4 separate regions of the Mus musculus genome follow, and all the other regions are linked to region 3. A link is a contact called in public ChIA-PET and Hi-C data. All regions are on one chromosome and are shown on one strand. Each heading gives the region's core, a stretch centred on a gene start, on an enhancer-like site or on the middle of the called end of the contact. The rest is flanking DNA. Distances are from core to core; before and after follow the strand shown. Region 1 has its middle 230 kb from the start of Gm36886. Region 2 has its middle 190 kb from the start of Gm29835. Region 3 has its middle 90 kb from the start of Gm29835. Region 4 has its middle 220 kb from the start of Gm29835.

What was found. Hi-C and Micro-C count contacts between places; a contact is called where the count stands out from the background. ChIA-PET counts read pairs in DNA pulled down with a chosen protein or histone mark.
Region 1: an RNA polymerase II ChIA-PET map of memory CD8 T cells shows a contact between it and region 3, with 12 read pairs. The contact joins two enhancer-like sites. A contact is called at or near these places in 1 of 15 datasets of contacts at CTCF or cohesin (pro-B cells), 4 of 484 Hi-C or Micro-C datasets (Th2 cells, liver, palatal mesenchyme and 1 more), 6 of 115 datasets of contacts at active chromatin or transcription factors (CD8 T cells, T-cell acute lymphoblastic leukemia, bone marrow-derived macrophages and 3 more) and 1 of 9 other capture datasets (embryonic stem cells).
Region 2: a Hi-C map of CD8 T cells shows a contact between it and region 3, with 1.8 times the contacts expected there. The contact joins two enhancer-like sites. A contact is called at or near these places in 3 of 484 Hi-C or Micro-C datasets (CD8 T cells, Th1 cells and cerebellum) and 5 of 115 datasets of contacts at active chromatin or transcription factors (CD8 T cells, T-cell acute lymphoblastic leukemia, embryonic stem cells and 1 more).
Region 4: a contact with region 3 is called in a Hi-C map of cerebral cortex, with 2.3 times the contacts expected there. The contact joins two enhancer-like sites. A contact is called at or near these places in 2 of 484 Hi-C or Micro-C datasets (Th1 cells and cerebral cortex).

The regions. Positions count from the first base shown.
Region 1 is chr12:25,701,133-25,704,354 of GRCm38.p6, forward strand. No RefSeq gene overlaps it. Among named protein-coding and RNA genes, the nearest start is that of Gm36886, 230 kb to the left of the region's middle. Within about 2 kb of position 1,284, at least 32 of the 459 cell types and tissues checked have an H3K27ac peak or open chromatin away from gene starts, as enhancers often do. A contact at or near this core is called in CD8 T cells, Th2 cells and memory CD8 T cells, where this site is marked.
Region 2 is chr12:25,783,283-25,786,418 of GRCm38.p6, forward strand. No RefSeq gene overlaps it. Among named protein-coding and RNA genes, the nearest start is that of Gm29835, 190 kb to the right of the region's middle. Within about 2 kb of position 1,444, at least 29 of the 459 cell types and tissues checked have an H3K27ac peak or open chromatin away from gene starts, as enhancers often do. A contact at or near this core is called in CD8 T cells, T-cell acute lymphoblastic leukemia, Th1 cells and 1 more, where this site is marked.
Region 3 is chr12:26,067,184-26,070,005 of GRCm38.p6, forward strand. No RefSeq gene overlaps it. Among named protein-coding and RNA genes, the nearest start is that of Gm29835, 90 kb to the left of the region's middle. Within about 2 kb of position 1,353, at least 104 of the 459 cell types and tissues checked have an H3K27ac peak or open chromatin away from gene starts, as enhancers often do. A contact at or near this core is called in CD8 T cells, T-cell acute lymphoblastic leukemia, Th1 cells and 3 more, where this site is marked.
Region 4 is chr12:25,755,955-25,758,791 of GRCm38.p6, forward strand. No RefSeq gene overlaps it. Among named protein-coding and RNA genes, the nearest start is that of Gm29835, 220 kb to the right of the region's middle. Within about 2 kb of position 1,342, at least 9 of the 459 cell types and tissues checked have an H3K27ac peak or open chromatin away from gene starts, as enhancers often do. A contact at or near this core is called in cerebral cortex, where this site is marked.

The sequences.
Region 1 (3,222 bases), core at 34-2,533, 370 kb before region 3:
AGAAGGTGCAGCTGTCTGGGAAGGTTTAGGACATGTGCTTTAATAGAGGGAGTATGTCACAGGAGGTGGGCTTTGAGATTAAAGCCTCATGTCATTTCCAGTCATTATCTATGCTTACTGCTTATGTTACAAGACATGTGCCCTCAGCTTGTCACTCAAGCCACCGTGCCTTCCACCTCCTTCATTCTGTCCCCAACATTATGAACTCAAACCCCCTGGAACCATGAGCCTAAATAAACTCTTTCTTCTATAAGTTGCCTTGATCACAGTGTTTCACCACAGCAGCAGAAAAGTGACTAACACACTGTTGCCATTGAACTTTGGTGTTGAACTTCTTAGGGCTAACATTTATGAGAGGTATAGGTAATAGAAATCATTTTGGTAGGTTTTAATTCATTCACTCATGTATTCAAAGCTGTCTTTCTCAAGGCATGTCAAGAAGCCTTGACATAGGTGTATGAGCGAGTGACAAGCTAGCAGTAGGAACTGACCATGGTGTAAACTCACAAAATGCAGCACATTCTAGGTCAAAGAGTAGCCTTTGGGGACCCAGGTGCATTCCTTCACAGGACCCAGAAAGTTGTCAGTGCTTCTCCTACAGGAACGGAGTAAGCACCTGCTTGATTTCTATTGTGTTGTTGCAACACCATAACCAAAAGTGGTTTAGAGAAGCAATTGTTCATTTTGTGTACATTTCAATATCACAGTCCCACTGAAGGAAGTCATGGTAAGGGCTCATTCAGAAACTTGAAGCAGAAGCTATGGAGGGCTGTGGCTTGCTGGATCGCTCTTTCTTTCTTTCTTTCTTTCTTTCTTTCTTTCTTTCTTTCTTTCTTTCTTCTTTTCTTTTCTTTTCTTTTCTTTTCTTTTCTTTTCTTTTCTTTTCTTTTCTTTTCTTTTTTTTTTTTTTTTGAGACAGGGTTTCTCTGTGTACTTTGGCTGAACTCACTCTGTAGACCAGGCTGGCCTCGAACTCAGAAATCCACCTGCCTCTGCCTCCCAAGTGCTGGGATTAAAGGCGTGCCCCACCACCGCCCAGCCATACTTAGCTTTCTTGTATAGTTCAGGACCAGCTGTCCCCCACAGTATGCTGGGCCCTCCTCCACCATTTAACACTAAAGGCAATGCCCAACAGATACAACCGCTGGTCAGCCTGGTTCTGCTCTCCTTTCAGATGACTCCAGGCTGTGTCAGTTTGACAGTTGAAGCTAACTAGGACTGTGTGGAAGCCCACAGGGAGCAGCAGGTGCGCGGGGTGCCTGGTTGTACCTGGGAAATGTAAATGCAAGCTTTGTTTCCTTGTCTCTTGAAATGCTGGAAGGAAAACCACAGGTGCCTTCAAGGAAACAGATGGAAGCTGCGGTGTGTTTTGTGTAACCAAAGCATTAGGCTGTGTTTGTGTGGCTTCGGGCGAGTTACTTCCTCTGAGCTCTGATCTTTCTCAGGTGCAGCTCCAGAAACCATCCTTTCCTTTCCTTGTGGCTTTCTCGGGTCCACCGGCTTGCTCCGCCTCTGTGGTGTAAAAGACGCAGGCCCCTCTGTCATAGGCAGTAGACTGGCATGCCGTCTGGGTTTCCTTTCTAATCTTCCGCGAGTCTCATTCCAGAGCCCTTGGACAATAGGGCGGCATGGTGGGAGAGAGAAGAATGAACTCAGGGAGGGGGCCGGCCAATCTTAGCTTATTTCAAAGAGTTCACGTGGATTGTAAGTGTCGGATCATGAGGAGGCTGGCAAAAGGGCCCGCTCCTCATGAGGTCTGGTTAATATTAGGAATTATTGCCTCAAACACTGCAGGTGTGGATCGACCCCTTTCAGTCCCTGCAAGTGGGGCTGCAACCGCCTTTGACAGCCTCCAAGCTGCAGAGTGCTCACGCCCAGGGCAGACAATGATGCGGGGGAGTTGCTGGTTTTAGGATAGAAAATTACAATGCATATATAGTAAACAGCACCTGGAAGTTTACTAATGATTTTTACAATTAACAGCAGCGGTCTGATTATTCATGCGTGCTTTCTATGAAAGAGAAGAAAGGAAGCAGATGTTGAAAACAGTCACGTGGCTTGGAGTTTACTGGGAGGGGGCCCTGGTGGTGAGAGAAGAAGGATGGATGGGCTGGAGCAAAAGGAAGGAAGAGTGAACGAGGTGGAGATAGCTTCCTGTGGTTTTGCTCTGGCTGTCGTATGCAAATAGCCTCATCCAGATCTCACAAGAAACCTTCAGATACTTTCACATCTTCTTAAGTCATTTCTACACTCTGCATGTTTAAAGCCCCATGTAGTTTGCAGCGGCTGAGCAATAGATATATTAAGTAGTCAATGGAAACATATGATTGGGCTTTTTTTTTTTTTCTGTTTCGTACTAAATTTTGTGTGGCTCTGATGAACATGTAGGATGATTCTGGCTCAATGCCTGTAAAAGGCACCAGGTGGGCTTCTGGTTACTTCTAGAGACTCCTGTTCTTCAACCATGAAGCCATCTGTATTATATTCTGAAACTTGATGTCTGATTCCAATGTTTTTCACCCTTTGTTTCTCAGCCTTTTAAACCCCTTGCTCAGCTCCAAGTAAATTTGATGACTTTGTCTACAACTGAATGCTGAATGGACTTGTTTATATACTGAAAAGGGATGGTGTTGTCAGACAGTGCTCTTAAGGGTTAAATGTTTTCTTGTTTCACCATACACAGGCTTGCTCTCTCTCTCTCTCTCTGTCTCTCTCTCTCTCTGTCTCTCTCTGTCTCTCTCTCTCTCTCTGTCTCTCTATCTATCTATCTATCTATCTATCTATCTATCTATCTATCTATCTATCTATCTATTCCCCTCCCTTCTATTTTAGCTTGTTCTTGGTTCACCTAAAAAAGATTTTTATGTGATTGAAGTCATGGGGAAAGTGTTATTTTGTAGTTTGCTATTGTTCAAAATTTAAAATCATGGGGCTGCTATTTGATTCTTAGTACCTATATCAAGGCAGCTTACACCCACCTACAAGATAACCTGTCACCCTTTCCTGGGCTCCTGGGCTCCTGTACTCCACTGCACATTCTCACGCAGAAATACACATACAGAATTGGTTTTAGCAGTTAAACAATGGCATTTTCATTTGTAATAATTTTTGATAAGAAAATTTTGTCATAATTTAGTGAACACTAGTGAATGAGTTCAAGTAGACATTTGCTTTCAGTTTGATTTTTCTTTTTGTAGGATTTCAAGTGATGGAAACCCCTGA
Region 2 (3,136 bases), core at 194-2,693, 280 kb before region 3:
TTTCTTAAATCAGCAAGCAACGTGAGGTCTCCATTTCAACTTTAACACTTGCTATTTTACAGTAAAAAAAATTTTTTTTCTTGATGATTTAAGAAAGTGAATGATTGGGAATCAAATTTGGGATTCCAGGGGGTTCCAAACAGCCTAGACGATTGTCTGACATTGTTCTCTCACAGCTTGAAACAATTTGACAATTGCCTAACTTTAAAATGGGATTAGCTTGCATTCCTATGAACAGATTGTCATGCATTTTGGTAAGTAAGTAGAGGTTGGAGACACACGTGATCACGTGGAATGAGGGTGGGGGGAAGAAGCATGTGTAAAAAGAGGTTTAAACACCAGCCACGGAGTGCTTCTGCTGCACCTGGGGAGAGGGTCGCAATGCCTGCCGAGAAATGCCTCCTTAATTTGCAACAGCCTGTCTCTGCTTCCTCTCCCTCTGGCTTCCTCTCTCCTACTCCTTACTCTTCCCCTGAAGGTGGTTACCTTAAAACTATAGCTATCTGGTTGAGTCAATTGGATTTTAATAGCAAGATTTCATAAATTAAATATATTTCAAGACGGCTGTTTGAATGTGTTCTTAGAGGCCTATGGTACCCATCTTTCTGGCACTTCAACGTATTTTTAAATAGCCTATTATAGTGGTAGTTTAGCAGGTCCTGGAGTGCTCTTCCTCTGCTTTGGTATACGCTGACATGTCACGAGTACAAGAATCCACACAGAAGCTCACAAGGCCCAAGAGGCTCTGTCACCTGTAATTGCAGCATCCATTCACAGGGCAGCAGGGAAAGACACTGGGCATTTGGCTCCCTACAGCGAGCTGCACTAGGATCCAGAGGGCTGAAATCATTGCTATGCTATTCTTGACTCCTCCCTGGTCCATGGGAACATAGATCTGAAGACATTAAGTAAATGCACACATCTAAATGTTCTACTTGGTAGAGTTATGTTTTAGCATTCTTCATTTCCATTATTCAGTTGAGGTTTTCCCCAACATAAGTAGGACCTGAAGATTGTACTGGCAACTGATTCATTCTCACGCCAGAAACAAAGAGGGAAGCAGTTACAGATGGGGGTTGGGGAGAGGAACAGCCTGGGAAAACCGACTTGCTCCAACAGCCAGTGACAGGTAACACGTAGAACATGTAGTCAGAAAGACCACAGGGAGTCAAAACCTCTACTCCCTACACAACAGACCTGTTCTAGTTTCTCAGCCATGGTTTATTCGAGATACCACAAAAAACAAGGTGTTGCTACAAGAATGACTTCAAATGACTCACATCACGTGGCCAGCACATCATGCCTATTTAGTAACCTTTGGTTTCTTTCTGTTATTTTTTTTTCCACTGCAGCTTCTGTTTTTGAGATCAGGGCATGAGGACACAAGAGAAAGACCACAGGCATACTTCTTCTGGCTAGAGCAACCAATGGGCTTAAGCTCCAAGCTTCCCCTCACCAGGAGCTGAGTGTGTGAACTTCCTGGGCTTCAGTTTCCCCAGCTGTAAAGTCTGGTCTGTATCGGTGAGCTCTGCTTAAGCCTTCGGAAGCTCACCCTCCTTATCAAGTGATTATAGGTATTCGCTTTTTGCCTATAGCGCTGCTGCTGCCTCTGCTTTCTCTGTGTATGCCGTGAGGATGGTGAAAGTGTTCACATACCGTGGTTCCCGGCACAGAGTCCCCTCTCCAATCATTCCCATGGCTACCCTTGGTGTAGCCATGTATCTTGGCTGTAAAGCTTGCTCTGCCCTTGGGGGCCTCAGTGTGGATTCTTGTATTTGTGACACATCAGACTAGAGCCATTAGCCAGGGCAAAGGAAGACCAGAGGAGGAACTGCTGAGCTGTGAGCAATGGGCTATTGTAAATATATAAATTAAATGGCCCTCATTACTGGAAGCTTATGCCATTTCTCTTGGTATAGGAAGGTTCCTGGATACCTTTAGAGTTACCTCCTCCACAGAGTCCACGATAGAACTCCATCAAGAGCACAGCTCTGCCCATCTCTGCAGTAATTCCATGCATGTTATATTTACTGTTGATGTGTGCGTGTAATATGTAATACATTCAAGTCAAAAGCACTCTGAGAGACAACCTGTCTACTCCTTCATTTTATAACCATTAAGTGAAGCAATGATTCATCTGAAAATCACAATATCAGAGCTCCCCAAACCCCACCTGCACTATTCTTTCCAGAACATCGTAGGAGGCATCTCAGTGAATGCAGACTATAAACTGAGATTCGGAAGACTGGAGGCAAATCTGGTCCATACCGATGCACTCTGCCTCCAGATTGCTTAAGCCTTCGGAAGCTCACCCTCTTTATCAAGTGAATATAGGTATTAACTTTTTGCCTATAGCGCTGCTGTGAGGATTAAACAAGGTGCTGTGTGTGACAGCACCTGGCTCCAGGCAGGTGCTTACTGAACGTTAGTTAGTTTCTTCCCCATCGCAATAGAACTTGCATATTTATTGGTGCTTGGAAACAGGAGAGAAACCGGAATGAACAAAGACTTCTGAGGGTACAGCTGGCCCAGCGCCTGTACTAGGAGGTGTACACAGGTGAGTGCCTTTAGGCATCGACCTGGACCAGATACTGAGCACCAGAGCAAGAGAGCAATGGGATCTTTCTTTTCTGGGAACACAAATTAACCGGCCAGGATGCTGTGGGCAATAGAAAGAAGGTTGTGAAACCCACAGGTGGCCCGGAGCATGGCACTGACCAGAGTCAATGTCAAGGCTGTTTTCCTCTGGGCTATACTCGTTGCCAGGTTTGCAGGGCCCACAGCCAAGTCAAACAGGGCTGCACACAGTCAGCATTGCACTTGCTCCAGGCTCTCCCAGGGATGGCTTCACCGGGCTCTGTGGGTCAAATGTTCACCCTGTGTCACCAGGAGGCAGTGCACCTGTATGGCTATTATATGCCTGCTGAGAAAGCAGCTCCTCTCCTCATAGCTCTTCCACCCCCTCCAAATTAAAAACAATACAAAACAAACCCCCAAAACAAAAAGGCTTCCATGTTTATCTCTCTTTAAAGCACAGAACTCTCACTGACTGCAACTTGTCAAGCCCTCCGCCAAGCCTAAACATTTGCCTTGGAACGGGGCCATCGGAACACAAGGAGTCACCACTGTCCCGGGC
Region 3 (2,822 bases), core at 103-2,602:
GGAGTGTTCCTCTTTCTCCACATCCTCGCCAGCATCTACTGTCACCTGAATTTTTGATCTTAGACCAATGGAATAGAATTGAAGACCCAGAAATGAACCCACACACCTATGGTCACTTGATCTTTGACAAGGGAGCTAAAACCATCCAGTGGAAAATAGACAGCATTTTCAACAAATGGTGCTGGCAGAACTGGCAGTAGCTCCCTTTTATATTGCACGGCTGCACAGGTATACTATTTAGGTGCCTCTGAGATGAAGAATGCCAAGGTCTAGTCCCCACAACAATTCTCATCAGACAAGCAGGGCTGGGGCACATCTCAAACAAGTTTGCACAACAGAGGGTGTGAAGGGGCGAGGGGCAGACTACCTGGCATCAAACCTGGCTTTATCAGCACCATCCACAGTGGGAAATCCTCGTGTCTGCCTCCTTGGATGAAAACAGGGATTAGACCCATCTGGTATTGAGGGGAGTTAATGAAATTAAGGCACCTGGCATTTACTGAACACTTCTTTAAGGCAGGCAAAGCACCATAGAGAAATGTCATAGCTATTCAGAGAAGACAACTGGGCTGCAAGGCTGGACAGCCCAGACCAGCTCTGACAAGATGGATAAGATATATACAGGCAGGGACACTCATGATATTCACAGAGTTTTCCACACATAGGGATGGAGGTTCACAGATCTCTCTGGGGATACACTGAGGTGTTCAAGAAGCTGAGTTAGTTCAAATCGTCTGATGGTGGGCAGAATGTCGGCACCTGCCCAGTACACCTCTCATCAAATCTGGCATCTTCTTCTCATTATCTACAGGATTCCAGCTTCCAGTATTGTGGACCCAGGGCTGTGTGTTCCTTACAGTGCACTCTAGGGATCTGTATGCCTAATACAGGCAGCGCTAACATAGGCTCTGGGGGTCTGGATTGGAGCTGGGACCTCCAATCCACACCTGCGTTGACATCACCAGGCCTCACCTGCCGGAGCGGAAGGCCTGAGGATCTTGGGGCGCTGGGGGCGGGGGCCATCTGCTCCAGCCCCACAAATGAGTCCTTCTCCCAGAGAGTGAGAGCCGGTTGATTAAAATGCAGCCCGCTGCCAGAGGGCGAGGCGCGCAGCTGGACAGCAGCTTCTCCGGAGCATTTGCAAAAGCCTCTCTCACAGCTGGAGCGACAGTTGCCCCTGCGCCACTGGCCGGCCATTGTGAACTGCAAAGAGTCCTTCTTTGGGCGGAAGCAGAAGTTCACCCAGCTGTCAAATATTTGAAATGTAAAAAGCTCAGGGTGCTGGGGGAAGGGAGAAGACACAGACCACGTCAGAGGAAATGCAAGCTGCCCAGGGGTGGAGGAAGCCGTGGGCTGAGAGTTCACTTTGAGCAATCAATAAGGCCTTCAGAGTCAGAAGAGTAAGACAGTTCCGGAGAGGGCAGAGCCGCCAGAGGCTCAGGATGGCAAGAGCCAGCCGGGGCTGGAAGCTACTCAGATCGCCCCAGCCCCAGTGGTGACAGGGCTTCTGAAGGACAGATGGCATTTCCTGGATCCCTCTTGGCTGCTCCCCTCCTACCGACAGGGTGGTTCCTCTGTAGAACACCTGCTCTGGCTTCATACCCTTTACATTGCACTGTAAAGCTGGGACCCAAAGCATCACTCGGGGCGTGAACCTATAGTGCAGCCTCCCTTCCTGTCTCTGGGTACCACTTCCTTCTCTCCTTGGCTTCCCTTGCTCTCTGGGCAGTCTTCAAAACAAGCTTGGGGTCCAGATCCCTTGCTTATCACAGGACCAGCACAGAGCATCGATTGGTTTTGCTTCCATTTACAGTCCTTAACATTTTAAAACTCCGTATTGACTGTGGCAAAAACTTCTTTATGTAATCCACTAGGAAAGGGTAAAGCTGTCAAACCTGCTAGAATTCCCAGGTCCAGCACAGCAGGCTGATGAAGACCCATGCAGCTATGCTTACACACTCTACTCCAAGTTTCTGAATCCTAAGAGTACCTGAGCAGGCTTTGGGCCAAGCAGGATATCTCTCTTGGGCAGTAGAGGAACCCGAGATGTGTCCCCATCAAAGGCAGGTTCTCTTATTGTCACACTTTTGATTGGCTTGTCTGCACTTTGCAGCCTGCTTGGTGGCTTAGTCTTGCTTCTGTTCCTACACACACACACACACACACACACACACACACACTAAAGCAGGCCTCTTTGCATTTGAGGGTTTTGTTTCTCCCTCTCTGTCTCTGTCTCTGTCTCTCTGTCTCTCTCTGTCTCTCTCTCTCTCTCTCTCTCTCTCTCTGTGTGTGTGTGTGTGTGTGCGCGCGCGCGTGTGTTATCAGGCTTCTTCTTATAAAAAAATGCATAACTATATACTAGTCCCTGTTCACAAAGTCATCACGGTCCACAACATGACCTAAGTGGAACTCACGGAGGTCCTGTCTACCCTCAGCAGTCTCCAGAGGGTTCTGGTTAGCCTGTCTCCACCCTTCTCTGGAGTTGCTACCTGCCACTTCCAGGCTTTACTTAAATCTCATCCTGAAATGTTGGAGTTCAAGAGAAGAGAGATGCAGAGAGCTGTTACCTATCCCAGAGGAGCCAAAGACCACATGTCCATCATAGCGGGCCTGCAAAGCAGGCCTCCCCTCTCTTGAAATGTTCTTGAGGTCTTTACAACGTCTGAACACTGGAGAGGAGCCACACCTGCATTTCTCTTGGGAATGTTCCTCATTTTATCAATGAAATCCAAACAGAATGGATAAGTTCGTATTGGAGAACGGAGCTTGAAGGCAGAAAGGAGTTAGCATCCTACAGCAGCAGGGATGGATGCTCAGCCCTA
Region 4 (2,837 bases), core at 92-2,591, 310 kb before region 3:
TAATCAACGTAAGAGTGTATAGCCCAGTGTGGGCAGTGATACCCTAGACAGAGGGTCCTGTGTGGAGAGCCGTGCAGCGAGCAATCGCGTGCATGCTGTGAGCAATCGCCATTATAAGATGGCGCTGGCCTCCGCTGTGCCTAACTAGTAAATAAGCCTTATGCGAAAGTGCAAGAGTGAACTCATGCCTAGTCACTGCCCATCTCCCAGCGTAGTAATGGGGTGATGGGCGAGCAACGAATCAGGAACTGTCATGCCACATCAGGTGCTGAAACGTCACGCTGCAGGCTATATAAGCAGCGCCATTTTCCCGGTTCGGGGTCTTCCCTCCTGATAAGTAAGCAATAAAAGCTTTGCCGCAGAAGATTCCGGTTGTCCTGAGCGTGTTCTTGCCGACGGGGACAAAAGCTCGGGCAATAGTCCTGGACTGTGTAAGAAACCATGCTGTGCTGGGCCACGGATCAAGCCAGTAAGCAACATGATTCTATGGTCTCTGCTTCAGTTCCTGCCTTGAGTTTCTGCTCTGGCTTCCCTTGGTGATAGAATGTGGCATGGTGGTATGAAGAGAAATGAACCTTTTCTTCCTCCAAGTTGCTTTTGGTCTTAGTGTTAATCACAGCAACCGAAAGCATACTAGTCCAGATGCTCTGTGGCCGCTGTCTCTCTCAGTGCCTGTGAGAGGTAAGGGCATGGGAAAAGGGATGAGTGGTTAAGGAGTTGAAGGGAGAAGTCCATTAAGCTGCAGGACAGAAGAAACCACCAGTGAATCCAACTGGCACTTTCTCATTCAGAGGAATCGATGCAGTCACAGTTAGGTGAGTGACCTACCTGTATATATGTCAAAGTGTGCTTTAACATTGCTCCGTTGGGTCCCAGATTCATGCTGATAGAGATTAGATGAGTTAATGTGATGGAGGTTTCCTCATAAAAATGTGTCATGCCCTTAAGTATGCTTTTAGCATTTTGCTTGATGATAGAGAGTCATACGGGAGACAGGAAAATCATAGAAAGCTCTCTGAGCATCATGTCTCTGTGTACAAGGCCATTCTGGCCATGACACCTCTCAGTATAACCATATTGCTGACTGTGTTGCCTGGCCCTAGGCAGGGAGGGACTCCTTCTAGATCCTGGTGTCTAAGAGTAGCCCAGGCTGGGTTGTCATCCCATTTGGCTGCTTCCCATGAGCCTGTGCTAGCTGGGGACAAGGATTTTCTATCTTTGTGCTGCCAGGGATGCAGATGGATGAGTGGTATTTTGGCATTCTTCTGCAAAGCTAGAGGCCCCAGCTCCTGGTAACCAAGAGGCTATGCTTCCCCACTGGTTACCATAGCAGTGCTTCTCTACGTGCATCCATTCAGGAGGACCAGCGTGCGACGATGCCAGGCTGCTGCTTGTTTTATTTCACAGAGTTCTTATCCTATGACGATCTCTGTGTGCTTCTTGCTATATGCAAGGTTATGATAGTCTAAAACAGCTCAAGAACTCAATTGAAAACACTGCCAAAAATAATATCCCATTCAAAATTTATTACTTTCTAAAGGGAGACATGATAATGTGCTATTCAAAACTGAACATGTTGTGACAACAGCCATTTTTTTATGAGACTTTCAGCACACTCTATCATCCAATCTTATTTTTGGTATGCATATGTGTGTGGTATGCATGAGTGTCAGTGTTCTGTTGTCTGTGTTTGTATGTGTTCACATGTCTGTGTGAGTGTGTGTGTTTCTGTGTGTACCAGTATGTCTATGGTATTGACAGGTACTGAATCGATAATATTAACTAGGTGCTATGATGCTCACTGGTATGATCTCTGCAGCCTGATTTCCAAGAGAGTCTGCACACATGCCCTTTAGAAACTCCACAATCATTACTTTTAATGCTAAGGATTAAACTGAAGGTCTTATACATGCTAGACAAGTGCTCTTCCACTAAGTGGTAGCCTCTAGGTCAACAATAGTAAGACATAGATAGCAGTGTTCCTTTCCTAAAGATAGCAATACTCAGGTAAAAGATTTATAATCTTCCATATTTTACCTCTTATCACCTGACCCTTAAGCCCAGGGTGTTAAGATGGTGCTACATCAGTCATTCTGGACTTGTAGGAGCCAGCTGAGATCCTTTGATCTTTTTATTCCTCTACCTGTTGGACATTCCTTTTTTATTTTATTTTATTTTTCTTTTTTTGTCCCTGTTCTTCCTTTGGACAGGAACTAATTTTTGTTACAAGATTTTCTTTCTTTCTTTCTTTAAATTTTTTTTATTTGTGCTTATGCATAGACTTCTTTTTTTAATTAGATATTTCCTTTATTTACATTTCAAATGTTACCCCCTTTCCTCTTTCCCCTCCAAAGAAACCCCTGTATCCCACCTCCCCTCCCCCTGCTCACCAACCCACCCACTCCCACTTCACTGTCCTGGCATTCCCTTACACTAGAGCGTCGAGCCTTCACAGGACTCAGGGCCTCTCTCCTCACTGATGTTCAACAAGGCCATCCTCTGCTACATATGTGACTGGAGCCATGGGTCCCTCCATGTGTACCCTTTGGTTGGTAGTTTATTCCCTGGGAGCTCTGGGGATATTGGTTGGTTCATATTTGTTGTTCCTACTATAGAGCTACAAAACCCTTCAGCTACTTGGTTCCTTTCTCTAGCTCCTCCACTGGGGACCCTGTGCTCAGTCCATTGGTTGGCTGTGAGCATCCACTTCTGTTTTTGTCAGACACTGGCAGAGCCTTTCAAGAGACAGCAAAATCAGGCTCCTGTCAGCATAAAATAAGGACAAATGTTCTGCTATGTTCATAGCAGCTTTGTTTATAATAGCCAGAAGTTGGAAA